Regions from separate parts of the Mus musculus genome. Here region 2 is linked to region 1. A link is a contact called in public HiChIP or PLAC-seq data. All regions are on one chromosome and are shown on one strand. The core of a region is the stretch at or near the end of the contact, and the rest is flanking DNA. Distances in the headings are between cores, read along the strand shown.

Region 1 (3,187 bases), core at 473-2,972:
GAAAGAGGATGGGCGTACCAGCCTGCAAAAGGAGCAGCAATCTATTCCGCTTCCAAAGGCATTAGCCAGCCTGAGACACTCCCTTCGGTACATGTGATTTGATACGTGAGAGGGTAGATGGGGTAGAGTTGTTATGGGTTCCTTGAATTCGGGATCCCCTTCTCTCAAAGACCCTTACACCCTTTTTATCTCCCTTTCAAACTCATCGATGGCCTCCTATGGTGACCAATGGTCATTTTCTATGTTTTGAGGATCTCCATTGCCTCTTAATGAATTCCTGTGTACTTTCTACATATCTGGGTGTCTCTGCTGATTGATCATTATCCATCTTGCAGTCTTCCTATCTCTCCCTAGGTCTCTGTTAACATCCTTCAGAGGGTGATAGGAATGTGTAGACTATTTTTTGCCAGAGGGAGAGAGGCGTGACAGCTTGGCCGTGGTGGGTGGTGGAGAGAGGGTGCCTACCTGCTTGAACTGTTCCTCGTAGGTCCACTCATGTGGTTGGATTCCAGGAGACTGGCTGGAAGGTGAGTTGGGACATCGGGCTCCTGGATGGCTCTGCTCAGCTGTCTCCTCTTCTGCTAAGGGTGTCTCTCCCTCCTCATCTTCAGCACCCTCCTCTTCTTCAGCCCCAACCACCCCTATAGCCCCCTCAGGAGCCTGTAGGGTCCGGGCGCCAAGCAGAGGAGGTTGTGGAAGCGGTAAGCGTGGAGGGGCCAAGGGCCCCACCCCTTGGGCCAGCCGTGCTGCCTGCTGCCTCTGCAGGGCCTCCATTACAGCTTCCAGGCGCAGTCCCCCTGCTGGGGGGGCTCCTGGTACCAGGCGGGGCCCCGAGGAAAGGGCCGGCTGTGGGGGAGGGAATTATGGGTGCAGGGCCTTGCTGCACCCACACCCTACAACACAAGAGGAGATGCTCATGGACATACATGTTCAGGGACATACATGGAGTTATAAGGGAAGGATTAATATATCAAGAAAACAGAGACAGAGGGATAGAGGGAGCAAAAGAGACAGAGACTACACATAGGGAGTCAGAAATGGCCAGGAACTGAGGATAGGGAGAATCAAGCAAATTGGAAAGAGTAACAGAAACCAAGGGAGAGTGGTGCAGGGAGATCTCTCTCTCTCTCTCTCTCTCTCTCTCTCTCTCTCTCTCTCTCACACACACACACAGAGAGAGAGAGAGAGAGAGAGAGAGAGAGGGAGAGAGAGAGAGAACACGGGACGACAGGCAGATACAGAGACAGAGACTGGAAGAGAGACAGGAGCGGGACATAGAGACTGAGGAGGACCAAGATGGGGAGGGAGGGCGGGAGGGAGGGAGGGAAGGAAGGGGGGGGGGAAGAGAGAGAGAGAGAGAGAATGAGAAAGAGAGAGAGAGAGCTACAAGAGAGGGACAGACACCTGAAAAGAGATAGCAAGATGAGGTTGAGAGAGACGCGGGAAGAGCGACGCAGCATGAGAGAGAAAATACTAGAAAGAGACAGAAAATAGAGGACACTGGTGTAAAAACCGGGTAAAAACATAAAACACAAGAATCAGGAATCCAAGAGGTACAGAGAAGAGGGCAGCAATGTCTGGGTCTGGGACAGGGACAGGACCAGACGGGCATGAGGTGGCGAGTCACTGAGCCCGGATCCCGGGGTCTGGACGCCCTGCAGCTACACTCACCTGCCTGGCACCGCCCGAAGCCCCGGGTGTCTCCACGGCGGTCCGTCTGCTCTGCCGCCTTTCGGGCGGCTCCTGTCTCAGCTGGATTCCCTGCGCAGGGTCCCCGCTGTGCGCTCTTGCCGCCCTGCGCTCTTCTGACCGCCGTGCGCTCACTGGCGGTCGCTTGGCTGCCTGCGGTCCCGGGGGCGGGACCCGAGCCCTGCTGGGCGGGTGAGGGCGGGAGGGCGCAGCGGAAGAGGCTGGGGTGGGCTCGGCTCCTCTTAACCCCCCAACAGGTGTCTCCCACCAGCCAGATTCGAGGGGGGCGCCGGAGAGCTATGGGGAAATCACGCGTGGGAGAAAGAGGAGACCACGGCTAGTAAACTCCGGCCCATGGCCCCGCCCAGCCTTACAAGTCGTGTCCCCCAAACCCACACTCAGAACCCGCCGTTCACACCTTGTCACAAATTCGGGCCCAATTTTACACATTCCGTTTAAAGGTGACTCGAGGGATCTAGGGCCTGAACAAGCTGTTGTCACACTGGAATCGCTCTGAAGGATGCGGGGATGAATGCGGAACACCTGGCCAGAACAGAGCTTTGCCTTCCTTCATGCCCTGCCCACGTGCTATCGCCAACTGCAAATATGTGTCAGTTTAGGCACAGGTATGCACATGCCAGTGGCCCCCATATCTATGCACCTACACCCCCAGAAGTCTCTTGAGTCTCCTGCAAGCACACACATCGGGATATACACATTGTATGAGAAATACAGGCATACACACCTCTCCTCCTCCTCCTCCTCCTCCTCCTCCTCCTCCTCCTCCTCCTCCTCTCCTCCTTCTTTCTTCTTCTTCTTCTTCTTCTTCTTCTTCTTCTTCTTCTTCTTCTTCTTCTTCTTCTCCTCCTCCTCCTCCTCCTCCTCCTCCTCCTTCTTCTTCCTTCTTCCTTCTTCTTCTTCTTCTTCTTCTTCTTCTTCTTCATCTTCTTCTTTCCTTCTTCTTCTTTTTCTTTCTTTCCTTCTTCTTCCTTCTTCTTTTTTCTTCTTCTTCCTCTTCCTTCTTCTTTTTCCTTCTTCTTCCTCTTCCTTCTTCTTTTCCTTCTTTTTCTTCTTCTTCTTCTTCCTTCTTCTTCTTCCTTCTTCTTCTTCCTTCTTCTTTTCCTTCTTTTCTTCTTCTTCTTCCTTCTTCTTCTTTTCTTCTTCCTTCTTCCTTCTCCTCCTCCTCCTCCTCCTCCTCCTCCTCCTCCTCTTCTTCTTCTTCTTCTTCTTCTGTCTTCTTTCTTCTTCTGTCTTCTTTCTTCTTCTGTCTTCTTTTTTCTTCTTTTTCAAGACAGGGTTTCTCTGTATAGGCCTTGCTCTCCTGGAACTCACTTTGTAGACCAGGCTAGCCTCAAACTCAGAAATCCGCCTGCCTCTGCCTCCCAAGTGCTGGGATTAAAGGTGTGTGCCACCACTGCCCGGCACCTCCCTCTTAAAAACCTCATTTGACGTTTGTTCTCTTAAGGATTTCCAAGTATGTGTGGAAGGAAGAATGAAG
Region 2 (3,187 bases), core at 339-2,838, 1.7 Mb after region 1:
TTAGACCTCTGTAATTCAGCTCAGGTCAGCATGAAGTCAGGAAACACACAGGTCTCAGGAGCGCGGGGAAGATGCAAGAACGGAAGTAGATGAATGTGAAGGCGTGCACCTGGAACCCCAGCGCTGCCTCTCAAGGCTTCTTGAGACCTGAAATCCAGAGTCTTCCCGGTAGAGTGGAGATAGCATAGTCAGCCACCATACCATGGGTTCTACGGCCCACAGATTCAACCAACCATGGAGGAGAAATATTCAGGGGAGGAGAGCTTGCCTGGGACACATAAAGCCCTCAGTTCAATTGGAAATTTAGTTGGGGGAGTAAAGGAAACAGTTCAGAGCAAAACCAAATAAATGCGCATGACTCATTGGGAACCACAGCGCTCACCAGGAAGGTGGCTGGTTGGCTGGTTGGTTTTGTTTTGTTTTGTGGAGTTTTTGAGACAGGGTCTCTCTATGTAGTTCTGGCCACCCTAGAGTTCTCTATGTAGACCAGGCTGGCCTTCGACTCACAGACATCTGCTTGCCTCTACCTCCCAAGTGCTGGGATTAGAGGCATGTGCTGCCATGGTTGTCCTGAAAGCTGCTGTTTTGGAGGGTGGCATCAGTGAGCAGCGACAGATTCCACTTACACACCTGGCTCGTGTGTGGTCTGCTACTGCGCGGTTATCCTCACAGAATGGCCCAGAACTCGAGAGAGGAAGAGGCAGGTAGTTCAGAAGGTCCACAGTTGAAGCGAAGGCTCTAAGAACCCAGTCCCTTTCCTTTGCCTGCCTTCCTGTGGGAGAAGGAACTTTCCAGACTCTCTGCCTGGTTAAAGGGAATCGACTCCCTTACAACCCTGGTCGAACCCAAGTCCGCAAGAACCAAAAACTGATGTGACAGGCTCAGCTCCGCTTAAACTGTTAGACCCTCTGAAGAGCCGGGAGACCAGCTGAACCCTGGGTTAGGGAGGTGGCCTGCAGCCACCCAGACTTGGAGCATCAGAGCCACCTGCTCAGAGAAGCCCCCTGTGGCCCAGGGGCTTCCTTCAGAAGCCTACGCAGAGGGACCCTGGAAACCCAGCACTGAGATTGGGCCTTGTGAAAAATGCCGGTGTTGTTTAGCTGGTGGAATGCTGATCTGTCGCTGGGAATATTGTTTTGTTTAGTGTAGCCTCTGGGTGGGGCTTCCAAAATCTCCTTCCAGGATGACCCTCCACCCTAACCCAGCTGGAAACCTAACTAAAGAAAAAGCTGGGAAACACGCAGTCATTCACTGCCTGAGTGGGAGGAGTGTGTGTGGGGGGGTGCTTCTAGCCAAGGTCGGAAAGGAGCGGCCTGAGAAGGGAAGGAAGGAAGGAAGGAAGCGCCCAGGCTCTGCCCAGACTTCTTCCAACACTCAGGACCCAGGAGAAGCTAGGCTCGGCTCTCCCTGGGTTTTTATGCTGCTGTCTGGAAAGTCTCCGTCTTCCAGCACCTACTGCCCCCTGTGGCTGACTTCTCTCTCTACGCCCCTCCCCCAGACTAACAGGCCGAAGGGACCGACCTGGAACTGAGTGGCTGCACTGTGGGCTTGCCTGCTCCTTTCCCTCCCCATCCCTCCCCTTAGTAGCAACGTCACCGCAGCCCAGCCGCCGTGGCAGCAGCAGCAGCAAGAAGACAGGCTGAGATTGCGCAGCCTCCCTGCATTAGCTCGGGATGCCATTGTACTAACAGAAATCAGATCTCAGGGTATCAGCCCGGTCCCCCTTGTGCGATCTCGAGGACCAGTGATTCAGCTGCCATTGTCGAGGTAGGGCGCGACGGGCGTGCAAAAGGAACGGGAGCCACCAGGTCCAGCTCGAGGCTCCTTGCAGAGGAATGGCTCTGGGGTGGGGGGTGGGAGGTCACTGCTGGCAGAGGCCGGATCAGCATCAGCATCTGGGCTCTGGCTTCTGAAGGGTGGCTTTGTCTTTCGGAAAGGGAGAGTGACAGCAAGCGGAGACAAACTCATCTCTGCATGCATGCATGGGCCGGGCAAGAAAGAGGCTTGGGCTGATGCTATCTATCTGTGCTGTTTGGTCAAGAAACAAGATCCTTTTCTCTTCCTTCCTTCCTTCCTTCCTTCCTTCCTTCCTTCCTTCCTTCCTTCCTTTCTTTCTTTCTATCTGGGTATTTCTAATGAAGCTGCTGTAGCTGCAGCTTTCAAATCTGGACACAAAGGCTGAATGGGTGGAGACCCTTCTACAGCTCGTGGAAGTTTATGCTGAAAACCATGCAGGAATCTATGCATTCTTATCCAGAAGGTTGGGTGGCTTTTCCTCCCCACACATGCATACTTGTATGCACACAGACATATCCATTGTAGAAGCTGCCAGGCTCTGGGATTGGTTGCAGTAAGAATGAATGCAAATGCCCTACAGCGTATGGAGAGAGGGATGCTGAAGGCACCTGACCTCTTATGTTATACTCAGCCCTGCTCTACAGAGCAGCTTCCTAGCAGGAAGGGACCAAAGCACAAGCTAAACCAATGCCCCCTGATCCACCATACCGCCCTCTTCCCTTCGTCCTGCCCTAGAGAAGACTGTCAGCCCCACAGAGGCTCTCCGAAGGACCTCAGGTCAAGGTCAGATCACTAAAGTATAACAATGAATGCCTTTGCCTCCCTCCCTGCTAGCTCTGAAGAAACCAGAAAAGCAGCAACTAGGTACTGTGACCAACAGAGGGATGCTGTTGGGTGAACAAAGACAGGAAGCGGCCTTCTGGAGTTGTCTTGCCCGTAGGCAGACAGATCCTTAGCCCTGTTTCCACCATTCACCCGGTAGTCAACTTGGAGATTAGACGGGAGTTTTACAATGTGTGACTGGGCATTTCGGGAGTGTCCTGAGAGTAGGTTAGTTCCCAGCAAGCCAAGAACTGTGAACAGCACAGTGGAGCAAGGGGGAAGTGTCGTGAGAACCATGAATGGGCCAGGATGAGGCAGAAGCCTGAGAACTGGGGCCTGAAGGGCAGGAAACAGGATTGACCAATGTGAGAACATGGGACGAAAGGGGCCGCAGGTTCAGACTAGTTGATAGAGCTTATATAAGTGGTCACGGCAGTGGGCACCATGGAATAGTAGGAAACAGCTGTGTGAGGGTGATGGCCGGACTTGAGGGAGAGGACTGGCCTCAAGCCCTTGAGAATGAGTGGTAGTAGACACCCTCGAGAGGGGACGTGCCCAGGCTTGGAGC

What was found. HiChIP or PLAC-seq counts read pairs in DNA pulled down with a chosen protein or histone mark.
Region 2: an H3K27ac HiChIP or PLAC-seq map of embryonic stem cells shows a contact between it and region 1, with 4 times the contacts expected there. The contact joins the promoter of Rusc2 here to the promoter of Arid3c in region 1. A contact is called at or near these places in 2 of 39 promoter capture datasets (embryonic stem cells and liver) and 2 of 115 datasets of contacts at active chromatin or transcription factors (embryonic stem cells and microglia).

The regions. Positions count from the first base shown.
Region 1 is chr4:41,729,420-41,732,606 of GRCm38.p6, forward strand. It overlaps Arid3c (AT rich interactive domain 3C (BRIGHT-like)), which reads right to left and starts at 1,723. Exons shown (of 8, transcript NM_001017362.2): 1 at 1,672-1,723; 2 at 466-846. The coding sequence starts at 774.
Region 2 is chr4:43,404,914-43,408,100 of GRCm38.p6, forward strand. It overlaps Rusc2 (RUN and SH3 domain containing 2), which reads left to right and starts at 1,589. Exons shown (of 12, transcript NM_199057.3): 1 at 1,589-1,767.